3 separate regions of the Sus scrofa genome follow, and regions 1 and 2 are each linked to region 3. A link is a contact called in public HiChIP or PLAC-seq data. All regions are on one chromosome and are shown on one strand. Each heading gives the region's core, a stretch centred on a gene start, on an enhancer-like site or on the middle of the called end of the contact. The rest is flanking DNA. Distances are from core to core; before and after follow the strand shown. Region 1 holds the start of FAM3A (protein FAM3A). Region 2 holds the start of LAGE3 (EKC/KEOPS complex subunit LAGE3). Region 3 holds the start of LOC110257704 (collagen alpha-1(III) chain-like).

What was found. HiChIP or PLAC-seq counts read pairs in DNA pulled down with a chosen protein or histone mark.
Region 1: an H3K27ac HiChIP or PLAC-seq map of skeletal muscle shows a contact between it and region 3. The contact joins the promoter of FAM3A here to the promoter of LOC110257704 in region 3. A contact is called at or near these places in 1 of 47 Hi-C or Micro-C datasets (subcutaneous adipose tissue) and 2 of 2 datasets of contacts at active chromatin or transcription factors (alveolar macrophages and skeletal muscle).
Region 2: an H3K27ac HiChIP or PLAC-seq map of skeletal muscle shows a contact between it and region 3. The contact joins the promoter of LAGE3 here to the promoter of LOC110257704 in region 3. A contact is called at or near these places in 2 of 2 datasets of contacts at active chromatin or transcription factors (alveolar macrophages and skeletal muscle).

What each region holds. Positions count from the first base shown.
Region 1 is chrX:125,023,006-125,027,232 of Sscrofa11.1, reverse strand. FAM3A (protein FAM3A) reads left to right here and starts at 2,114. Exons shown (of 9, transcript XM_005674051.3): 1 at 2,114-2,538; 2 at 2,640-2,712. The coding sequence starts at 2,700.
Region 2 is chrX:125,001,413-125,005,287 of Sscrofa11.1, reverse strand. LAGE3 (EKC/KEOPS complex subunit LAGE3) reads left to right here and starts at 2,082. Exons shown (of 3, transcript XM_003360514.3): 1 at 2,082-2,677; 2 at 2,926-3,054; 3 at 3,290-3,615. The coding sequence starts at 2,097. The coding sequence ends at 3,404.
Region 3 is chrX:124,868,890-124,872,680 of Sscrofa11.1, reverse strand. LOC110257704 (collagen alpha-1(III) chain-like) reads right to left here and starts at 2,385. Exons shown (of 9, transcript XM_021079886.1): 1 at 2,129-2,385; 2 at 795-923. The coding sequence starts at 2,385.

The DNA of each region.
Region 1 (4,227 bases), core at 865-3,364, 150 kb before region 3:
CCACTGAGTGCCTCCTGGTGATGAAGAGATGAGGGCCCTGAGGACAGTAGCTGTGATCTCTCCAGGAGCCTGAGACAGGGAAGAAGCAGGGGGACAGTCACCGGTCACGTCATATCCGGGCGAAGCTCAGGACTGACATAGTCGTTAGGGCCTCGCTGACTTGAGACAAATGTCCCCGCAGCTGTGAGGCCCTCCAGTGGGGAAAGGGACGAGGGCCTGCGTGCTTGCCCTGCAGCAGATGCAGCCGGTCCCAGGAGAGGAAAGACACCTGTCGCCTGAGCTCTAGGAGGTGACAGTGGCGCTGAGGGCTTTCGGCTGGCACTGACTCTCTCTACACTGGGACAGAGCAGAAGGGCCCACGTGAGGACAGCCAGTAGCCCTCAGCCCTGGGTGCCCACACCAGCTTAGAGGCATCGGGTCCAAATTTCAGGGCTCGACTACCATTTGGCTTTGGGATGCTGGCCTAGGGTGAGCCTTAAGGGCCCAGGTGTAGAGTCACTTCACGTCCACTCTGGGTGCCTAAGCTCTGGTAAAGGCACAAGAGACAGGTGAGGTCCCCACCCTGAGGCAGGAACCAAGACACAGCACACGAGTAGTGCTTCAGCAATGGGAGCTAGTGGGGCAGGGACCTGGCCCAGCAGAGGGCCCTGAAACGCCAGGGCCCAGGTGAGATGGGTCAGTGAAGGCACATGTCTTGGTACCCACCCTGGAATGGAAAGCCGCGGGCCATCAGGGTCATTCCTACACTGTGGCAGAGACGACCTCAGGTGAGGGTGTTTGACTGTCGCCCGAGATCCAGTTGGCCAATCTAGGGTTGGGGCCAAAGGTCGCGCATGAGGACAGTCTGTTCAGCTCTGGCTGCCTAGACGGAACGAAGACATGAGGGCCCAACTGAGGACCACCAGCTGTCACCTCAGCTTTGGGTGCCTACTCAGGGGCATAAGCACATGATCACCACAAACGACAGCTCAGCGCTTGGGGTCTGTACTGAGGGCGATGAGGGATGGGCTGAGGGCACTGCCCTGGGTGCCTCGCCTCAGGCAGGGACACAAGGAGCCAAGGAAACAGCAAACTGGCATCGCAGCTATGGGAGCTACACTGGGGCACAGGCAAGAGGCTGGGTGGGGACACAAGGGTCTCATCCTCTCCAAGTCCCCAGAGGAACAGGGCTGCCCCTGCGGCACAGAAGACCAGGAATGAATCGAATCGCAGGCCTCCGGTCCATCGCCAGTGTGGTGCCCCTGTGGCTGATGGTCTGCCTCTGGACTCTCAGGGGGACTCATTAAAGCCACCTTCCCAGAACGCCTGCTCTGAGCAGTATACACTGTCCCCAAGAACCAGCAGTCTGGAGTTCCTGTTGTGGCTCAGCGGGTTAAGAATGCGACTAGTGGAGGTCCCATCATGGAGCAGTGGAAACGAATCCGGCTAGGAACCGGGAGGTTGAGGGTTTGATCCCTGGCCCCCCTCAGTAGGTTAAGGATCCGGGGCTGCCATGAGCTGTGGTGTAGGTCGCAGACACGGCTCCGATCTGGCATTGCTGTGGCTCTGGTGTAGGCCGGCGGCTACAGCTCCAATTAGCCCCCTAGCCTGGGCATCTCCATGTGCCGCGGGTGCGGCCCTAGAGAAGACAAAAATCATAATAAAAAGAATGCGGCTAGTATCCAGGGAGACGGGTCCAGGCGGCAGGGCTGGCCGCAGCTCTCCCGGTGCGCTGGGCGCTGCGCCCGGAGGCCCGAGGCGTTTCCCAGCGCGGCGTTTAGACGCCCCGCCATCCTCAGAGCGAGCGGGGAGCCTCCCTCTAGAAAGCAGGCGGCGAGGGCGTGTGTGTGGCAGGGCCGAGCCCGCTGGCCTGGTCGCCTTCCCGGTTCCCCGCCGGGCTCGTCTCTACCCCCACTTCTCTAAGAGGCACGTGGATTAACTCTGAAACAATTTCTCATCCTGCGCCCAGACCCACCCGCCCCTTCCGAGGCCTCAGAAAGCCGAGCGCGGGGCCCGAGCCTAGCCGCAGCCCTCAAAGCCGGGTCTGAGCCGAAACCTCGTGGGCGGGGCCGGGCCGGGCTCCTCCCCCTCAGCAGCACGCGACTGCGCGGGAGCGCGCGTCGGGGGCGGGGCCGGGCCGGGCCCTCCCACCGGGGGCCCGGCCGCCCAGCCCGGCCGACAGCGGAGGTGGCGCCCGTGGGCCGGGCTCCCGCCCCGGGGCCGCCATTGCCAGGCTTCTCGGGCCGCGCAGCGCAGCTCCCTGGCCTCGCCGCGCCGAGCGGAGCGGAGCGGCCGGCCTGACGGGGCTGCCCCCGACCGAGCTCGCCTCCCCCCGCGGTCAGGCACGTCCCCGGCCGGCCCAACCCGCGCCGCCGGCCGCCAGACCCAGAGGGGCGGCCTGAGCTCGGGGCCTCCCACGGGAGGGGCCCGCGTCCGAGGGAACCACTTCGACTTCCCAGCCCTCGGAGCTCCCGTGGGCACGACCGTGAGCCGACAGGTTCCAGAGGCCCCTCCGGTCCCGGCAAGGCTTCTCTCCGCGTTCCCGAGGAGCCTGGTCAGGTAGTGGAATGAACAAGTCCTTGCAGCGATCGCGCAGAGGCCACAGCACGGGCCCATCCCAGACCCCCGCCCCAACCTGCTCTTCTTTTGTTGCCCCCCAGAGCGCTCTGTCCCCAAACACTGCACCTGCCGGCGGCCCCAACCCAGCGGGAGAAGTGGACATGAGGTTGGCAGGTGGGTGGCTTGCACAGTGAACGAGAGGGACTTGGCAAGGAGAGCTCCTGAAGGCCCGGGTGTCCAGGGAGTTTTGTGTCTGGACGGGTCGGGGCCGAGCCGCTGGGGGGGACCTAAGGTTGGGTTTTGGAAATGGAGGCCTCTGCAGAAACACTCATTCTATGACCTTGAGCAGATCTTTTCATCTCCGAGGAGTGCACCTCCCCAAGCTGTGCGATGAGTAAGATGGTCGTTTTCTCCCAACTGGGAGAGAGGCTCCAGGGAGTCTGGGGCTGGGTGGAGAGGCGGTGGTCTCAGAGGACAAGCTGGCCAAAGCGGTCCTGGGGTTGCATGTGACCCCAGTGGCAGCCCTGCTCATGCCCAGACAAGTAAGATGAGGGGCTCGAGGAGGGATGGGTTGGGAGCGGATTTCATAGCTGCTAAGGTTGCCGCCTTATGAATGTGACCCTAGGGAAGCCGGCCCGTGAGTAACTGGCTGGGAAGGTGTGGCCGCGAGAGTGGTCAGGGCTGGGGCAGGAAAATCGAGTCACTGCTCTGCCAGGTGAGGGTTAATCCAAGGCCGGGGGCAGAGGAGAGTGTCAGCAGTGAGGGGAGCCTGGGGCAGGAGCCTGGGAAAGGCCAGCTTTTCAGGGGACAGTGGAGGTGAACCAAGCCAGCAGGCAAGAAGGACGAGGCGTGTCTGGGTGGGGCCCCAGGGCGCTGTCCATCCACAAGCCAGCCCAGCAGGGTTTGAGCCGGAGGCTGCAGAGCCAACTGAGAGGTCGAGGAAGATCAGGGCCAACAGGTAACCCGGGGCGCTGACACCAAGAAGGTCCCAGGTGGCTTTAGCAACAAGCTGTGTTGGCGGCAGGGTTGAGGAGCCGTGCGTGGCGGAGGCCGGGGTGCACTGCCCTGGGTCGGAGACTAGGCTTGCAAAGAGCCAGCACAGAGGCCTCTGGAGGAGCCGGCAGGGCAGGGAGGCCAGTGGCTGGCTGGGGGCGTGATTCTGAAGGAGGCCTTTCCCTCTGCATTTTCTCAGGACGGGAGGTGGTGGAAATAGAGGGGAAAGAGGGAGACAAAAAGAAACCTGATCTCCAAGTCCATGAGTTTGTTTCGTTCCTGTAGATGGGTTCCTTTGTGCCATATATGAGATTCTATTTATAAGTGATATCATGCGGTATTTGTCTTCTCTTTCTGACTTACTTCACATAGTATGAGAGTCTCTCATTCCATCCATGTTGCTGCCAACGGCATTATTTTGTTCTTTTTTATGGCTGAGTAGTATTCCATTGTGTATATGTACCACATCTTCTGAATCCATTCATCTGTCGATGGGCATTTAGGTTGTTCCCATGTCTTGGATATTGTGAATAGTGCTGCAATGAACATACATGTGCATGTATCTTTTTTTTTTTATTACTCAATGGATTTATTACATGTGTAGTTGTACAATGATCATCACCACCCAATTTTATAACATCTCCATCCCAGACCCCCAGCATCCCCCCATCCCCCAACCTCTCTCCTTTCAAAGTC
Region 2 (3,875 bases), core at 833-3,332, 130 kb before region 3:
GTGTGACTCAGTAGGTTAGGGATCTCGCGTTGTCACTGCTGTGGTGCGGGTTTGATCCCTAGCCCTAGAACTTCTGCATGGTGTAGATGCAGCCAACGAGGAAAAAAAAAAGGTATCTGACTTCTTTTGTCTCTGTCTGTGGTTCTGCTATCAATTAGATATGCAGTTAGGCTCATCTACTCAATTGGTTTTTTGGTTTTTGTTTTAGTGCAGCACCTGTGGCAAAGGGAAGTTCCGTGGATACTAGCCAGGCTCCTAAATCGCTGAGCTACAGTGGGAACTCCCTCAATTGTTTTTATCCAATTTTAGCATTTGACTTTTTCACTCTTTCAAACATGTTGTTTGTCTTTTTGCCTTTTCTGGGGCCGCTCCCACCACAGCATATGGAGGTTCCCAGGCTAGGGGTCGAATCGGAGCTGTAGCCGCCGGCCTGCACCACAGCCACAGCAACGCGGGCTCCGAGCCGCATCTGCGACCTACACCACAGCTCACGGCAACGCCGGATCCCCAACCCTCTGAGCGAGGCCAGGAATCGAACCCTCAACCTCATGGTTCCTAGTGGGATTCGTTAACCACTGAGCCACGACGGGAACTCCCCAAACATGTTTTTGGATATATAAAATATTTACATGGTTCAAAGTCAAAACGACACAAAAAGTTATATTACAAGAAATGCAATCACCCTTATAGGTGCTCATTTTCAGTAGTTTCGGGGTTCTCCATCCTGTGTTTCTTCTTCTTTTCAATAAGCATGTGTGGGTGGGGGTGGGGGTGTTCTTTGCACTTTGCTTTTTTCACATAACGATATATTCCAGAAATCATTTCATTTTTCATTAGAGGTTTTCATTCTTTCTCAGTGCTGTTGAGGAAAAGTGTGTAAATGTACCGTTGTTGATTTCACCCAGTCTGCACTGAGAGACAAGTGCTCCTGTCCAATGGCTTCTCTCCACCCCATTAGGTTGCGGGGAGTAACTTTGTGCACACATTGTTTCACACCGAGGAGTAACTAACAGTGATGGAATGTTGTAGTTAATACTGTTTCATCCAACAAGCAACAAACCACCTAGGGCATAAACTGCCGGGAGAAGTTCCCAGAGACAATACAGGAACAGCGGAGGAGGGTCCAAAAGGACAGCCTCGGATTATTAGAAATGTAGCAAAGGACATTGTGATGAAGGGTGCCTGGGCATGGCAATACGTCAGATGGGTGATCCCGAAGGCCTCTCAGAGGTGACACCGGGGCCAAGATACTAATGACCAGAAGGAAGCAGTCCTAGGAAAGTCTGGGTACAGCGTTTGCCAAATAGGAAGAGGAAGTGCAAAGAGCAGGAGTAGAGAATGCCCTAGAGGCTGCACAGAGCAAGGAAGCAGGCAGCTGCAGGTGGAGGAGCTGGGAGCCAGGGCACACAGGGCTTTTATCAGCTACAGCAAGGAGTTTGGCTTGGATTCCAAGGGCAGCAGGATATTGTTTCAGGATTTCAAGCAGGGACCTGATAGGATTTATATTAAAAATTAAGAACCGAAGAAATAAATAAATAATAAAAATGGAGTTCCCAGCACGGCGCAGTGGTTAACGAATCTGACAAGGAACCATGAGGTTGCGGGTTCGGTCCCTGCCCTTGCTCAGTGGGTTAACGATCCGGCGTTGCCGTGAGCTGTGGTGTAGGTTGCAGACGCGGCTCGGATCCCGCGTTGCTGTGGCTCTGGCGTAGGCCGGTGGCTACAGCTCCGATTCAACCCCTAGCCTGGGAACCTCCATATGCCGTGGGAGCGGCCCAAGAAATGGCAAAAAGACAAAAAAAAAAAAAAAAAAAAAAGAATTTCACGTTACTTTGAAAACATTTAGTTTTAAAGCCGCACCCCTAGCACATGGAGGTTCCCAGGCCAGGGGTCGGATCGGAGCTGTAGCCGCCGGCCTGCACCCCAGCCTCAGCCACGCGGGATCCGAGCCGCGTCTGTGACCTACACCACAGCTCAGGGCAACGCCGGATCCGTCACCCACTGAGCGAGGCCAGGGGTCGAATCTGGATACTAGTCGGGTTCATTACCACTGAGCTACGACGGGAACTCCCTTAAAAACTTACTTTTGATTAAAAATGTGTCTCCAGTTTAAAAAAGAGTATAAAATCACTGTCAAAAACTTGCAGGAAAACAGAAAAAGGAAGTTGAAATCGCGTCACACAGCGTGCGCGGGGCCGGGATTTCGGAGGGAGGCTCGGCTTCTCCGCGGCCAGTCGCGTCCGGTCCGGTTGACACCCCCGCGGGAGGCAACGGTCCGGAACCGACCACGCACGGCCCGCGGCCCCGGCGGGGCCGGTTTGCGCAGGCGCGCGGGGCGGAGCCGGCGCGGGGGGCGGGGCTTCGCGAGGGGGCCCGAGCTTCTCAGCCGCCGGGGCGAGCGCGGCCGCGAAAGCCGCGGCCCGAGGGCGGGGCGAGGGCGGAGCGCGGCGGCCATGCAGGCGGCGGACGCAGCCGCCGGCGCGAGCGGCGCGGCGGGCGGCTCCGAGGGCCCAGGCCGCAGGGGTGCCCCTGGCGGCCGGGGCCGCCCCCGCGGCGCGGGCGCTGCTGCCGTAGCCGCCGCGGGCGTTCCGCCTGTGGCGCCGGCCCAGCGCACTTCGGAAGAGGGCGGAGACCCCGCGTCCGCAGCCAAAAGGCCACGGAGCCGAGCACACGTCTTGTATCCTGCCCGAGGGGACGGCGGGGAACGGGCTGCGGCCGCCCGCCGTGGGAGGGGGGAGCGACGAGGAGACGGAGGAGTCGGGGGGCGGAGAGGCGAGGCGGAGGCCGCGGCCGCCGGGAGCGGTTATAGGGCCACGCCGGGTCTGGAGGGGCTGGAAGCGGTGCCGAAGGCGACGAGCCTGGTCAGGGCGGCCTGAGACCCGGCCCACAGCACCAACTCCACAGCCTTAACCGACTTTCCATCAGCGCCCTAAGCGTGCCGTTCCCGTCCTCCTGGGAGGCAGAGATCGCCCGCGGCTCGCTGGCCCCAGATGCTGAGCCCCACCGAGGGGCGGTTGGGAAGGAGCTCACAGTGAGCGGCAGCGACCTGGCCGTGTAAGTGCTGGAAGGGGCGGGTCGGGAGTGGCAGCAGGTGGGCGGGCCCAGGTCCCCCGAGGGGCGCTCTACTGGCGACTCCCCAGACGCTCAAGGACCGGGAGGGAGCGGACGCGCTGCCCTGCGCCCACCTCTAATGCAGATCGCAACGGCTGGGGAGCGATGGAGGCGCCGAGCTAGGGACTGGAGGCGCCGCCGCCGCCGCCTGCCTGATTGTCACTTCCCTCACTTTCAGCCACTGGAGAGCTGACGATTCCCGCCTCCTCCGAATTTCCATCGTAAACTTTCTTGACCAGCTTTCCCTGGTGATTCGGACCATGCAGCGCTTTGGGCCCCCTGTTAGCCGCTAAGCCAGGGCTGGGGAGAGGGGCCAAGGTCTGCCCTGTGTCCCTTCCCAGACAGTGCAGCCCTCCTGGGGCAGCGATTCCTGCCAGAATTGCCACTTTATTATGGGGGCTTCATCTTTTGCCCGTACTGGCCCTTGCGCACTCAGGATCCGCTTATTTGTTTGGTGCTTAAATGTTTCGTAACCACAGAAAATAAAATCGAGCTTCGAGGCTACGTCTGAGTTTATCTTCAGCTGTAGCACCTCCGTTGTCCTCAGGTTAGAGAGGAGGTTCTGGGACTCAGACAGTCACGTGCTACAAGGTCATTGAAGATAATTTAAGAGATGGGAGAGGAGGAATTCCCATCATGGCCCAGTGGAAACAAATCCGACTAGGAACCATGAAGCTTAGGGTTCGATCCCTGGCCTCGCTTAGTGGGTTAAGGATCCGGCGTTGCCGTGAGCTGTGGGGTAGGTCACAGACGCGGCTCAGATG
Region 3 (3,791 bases), core at 1,136-3,635:
TTCCCTGGTGGCACAGTAGGCTAAGGATCCGGAGTTGTCACCGCTGTGGCTCAGGTTCGAGCCCTGGCTTGGGAACTTCCACATGCCAGGGGTGTGGCTATAAAAAGAAGAAGAAAATCAAAAGGAAAAGGCACTTTAGCGGTAAAAAGAAAAGGGGGGGGGAGGGCGGGAGTTCCCGCTGTGGCTCAGCGGGTTAAGAACTCGACACAGTATCCAGGAGGATGCGAGTCCCATCCCTGGCCTCGATCCGTCTGTTAGGGTCCCAGCGTTGCCCCAAGCTGCAGGGGAGGTGGCAGGTGTGGCTTGGATCCTGCATTGCTGAGGCATAGGCCGGCAGGTGCGGCTGTGATCTGAGCCCTAGCCTGGCACCTTCCAGGTACCGCAAGGGCAGCCCTAACAGGGAAAAGAGAAAGACCCCCAGCACCAAGGGCATTGAAGTCAAGAGCCCAACAGATGAATCCAAACACAAAGAGGTATCACTGAAGAAGGAACCAGCGCCCTGCCCTGGAAGACGGAGCCGTGGCCATTTCCTCTTAGCCGAGGATGGCGCTTCCTCCTTCCCTGCGAAAGGGCAGCCGCCCGTCCTCAGAGAGGCTGGGCTCTGCTCTTCAACTCCCCTCATCCTGGCTGCGAGGCTTCCGAGGACACGCGCCCCTTCCCTTCTCCCCCTGGCTCCAGGGGTGGCTGCTTCTTCCTGTACTCTCTCTGTCCCTTAGCTGTCTGACCCCCGAGTGACCAACGGGGCTCGAGGCACCCATGGCCTGCAGGGGCCTCACAATTCGTCCCGCTCTCACCCGCGGTCGACTGGGATGACGGGCCCACCGCAGCTCGCGCCTGGGGAGCGGGAGTGGCTGCCGCCCTGAACTGTCACGGAGGCAACGATGGTGCTAAAGCCCGCGGTAGGGGACGAGTCCTGAGGGCACCTGGGCATGGGCGCAGAGAAAAAACGACAAGGTCAGGGCTGTCGCCTCTCAGCTCAAGTCACTGGGTGACAGCCAGAGAACTTGCAGGGCAGCCCTGAAAACTCCCTCGTGTCCTGGAGCTGCAGGGCTGACGGTGCTGCAAATCAAGCACTGTCCTCGCGCGGCTTGCAGAATGCCAGAGTCAGCTGAGTTCTCAGCCTCTCCGCCTTTCTTATGTGAACAGGGGTCGGCAGCGGCTGGAGGCGTGGGACCCTGAAACGTGGCTCCGGGACTGCCTGGTTGGCCTCAGCTAACGCTGGCCATCGGGAAGCCCCCGGTCCCCCCGAGCCTGCCTTGCTGGTGGAAGCAGCCTGCCCTCCCACGTGTGGCGTGGCGGGCTGGTGTTCTCTCCCTTAAGGACCGTGTCCTTAGCTCCCCTGTGCGGAATACCTGCGAGGGGCCGCTTGTTGTCCTCCAGACCCTCTGCAGCCACGCCGTGTTGCCATTAGACCCCTAACAGGACTCCATTCCCAGCAGGATCCAGGGCGTAGGGATCCTGTTGGAGGGGGGCATCTTTCATCTGTGCCCCTGTTCCCTATCCTCCTTGATTGCTCCTTGAGTGTTCTGTAACTCTGCTGTTTGTTCTCCTCGGTAAATAGGAAACCACACAATAAATCATTTCAGGATTCCTGAGTTGCAGGCGTTTTTCTTATATGTATGGCCCCGCAAGGCTCGGTGCCACTGGAGGGAGACAGAAGTTATGTGTCTTCGTTTGGCGTGTCTGCAGGTGGCCATGCTCTGTGGTCTGGCTGAAGGACTCAGCCTCAGATCCCTCCTGCATGGGCCGCCTGAGTCTGAAGAGGAATATTCTACTGGGCATCCCTTTACAAGTGCGGGAGGGCTTGTGTTGCACGCCTCCACCCCTGGTCCCGGCAGCTCGCCACCGCCATCGCAAACCCCACCTCAGCTTCCGGATCTCTCTGGCCGTGGCCCTTGCCCTCGGCCGCCCGTCAGCCTGAGGTTGGGAGCAGGGATCTATCCGCCGGCCCCTTCTCGCCGGGTGGCCGAGTCCCAGGCAGCGAGCGGCGCCCCAGCCTCCCGCCCTCAGGCGCTCTCCCCCAAGGCGTGGCCCCACCCCGGCGTGACGTCGGCGACGCTGATTGGCTGGAGCCCGCGAGTGACGGGACACAAGCCTGTGACGTGGCCGAGCCGCCGCCCGCGCACACCTCGGCGGACTCGGGGCGGGCGGGAGCGCGCGGCCTGCGCAGCGCCGGCCGGGCGGGTGGGGCGCGGGCCAGCGCGAGGCCGTGTCCAATGGTGGGTAGAGGCGGTTGGGGTGGGTGCGAGCAGCCAGGGCGGCAGCTGAGGAGAGGGCTGGCCTGGGTGGGGAAAGGCGGGCTGATTCCCCGCCGACCTCGGGCAGGGGCTGCGGGATAGGATCTCGCCCATAAGACAGGGCGGCCCTCCGTAGGGACATGTCCATTGTCACCTCTACAATCCTGCGCTAGGATGCTGCTAGGTGGTAGATGCTGTCTATCAGCAGCAGCAGCGTCATCCCCTTTGACAAATTGAGGCAAAAAGGGGGACCTCGTTGTCCTCCACAAACACCGGCCGCCTCGGGGATTAGAACCAGGCGGCTGGGCACCGGTGTCCGTGCGCAGTGTCTCCCTGGGAGGGAACAGGAGCAGCAAGGAGACATTCCGAAGATTGAAGGCAAGGGCGCCAGAGTCTGTGGCTTCAGGACAATTAGGGAACCTTGGGACACTTTCAGCACCCATGCCAGTTGACAAAGTGCCTGTCCCCTGTCATCTCGGCTTCTGTGCACTCAGGAGCTAGAGCTGGGCCAAGCTGGCCACAGGGCCGCTCGCATCTCTGATCAGGGCTCCTCTCGGCCCCTATTACTACATCAGTCCGACTGTCCTCACCCAACACCCGAGGGGGCCTAAATTTAGGACCTTGGAACTGGCACTTTGATCATGGGTCAGGTTCGTTGCTCCACTTAGGCTACCGCAGCACATTCCTGGGCAATATTTCTGTTGTGGGTATCACCAGATGAGCATTCTCCACCCAAACGCAAGCCTGTGTGGTGCTGGTGCCTGGCCACACATCTCGGCCTAGCTGTGTTCACAATGGCTTTACCTTACTTTACAGATGTCACAGCACCTTCACAGTCTGTCTCATCTACTCCTCACAAAACTGCTTAAACACACATACACACTCAAAAGGATGAACAGAATCACCTGTGACTCAGCAACTCCACTTTCACTCAAAAACTAGTGACAATATAATCCACAAACTTGAACAGCAATTTCCACGGCATTATTCACAGTAGACAAAATGTGAAAATCCAAGTACCTACCAACTGATGAATGGATAAAATGTGGTCTACACATAGGATGGGCTATTATGTGGCCATAAAAAAAAGAAGGAAGTTCTGGAACATGCTACAATGTGGATGAACCTCAAAAACATGATGCTAAGTGAGAGAAGCCAGACACGAAATGGCTGCAGTGATTCCATTCCTGCAAAATGCCTAGCCTGCCAGGGGCCGGGAGGGTGAACGGGAGTGACCACTCAGAGGTGCATGGAGTGTGTGAGACGTCCAGTTAAGTGAGGTTAAGAATTCTGCTTATTCGCATTGTGAACACTTTCTACAATGATCCTGTACTATTTTTACAGAAAAATATCAACTGCTTGACTTTTTTGGGTCTTTCATCTTTCGTCTTTTTAGGGCTGCAACCTCGGCATGTGGAGGTTCCCATGCAAAGGGTCGAATCAGAGCTGCAGCTGCCGGTCTACACCACAGCCACAGCAAGGCCCGATCTGAGCCACGTCTGCAACCTACACTGTAGCTCACGGCAATGCCAGATCCTTAGCCCACTGAGCAAG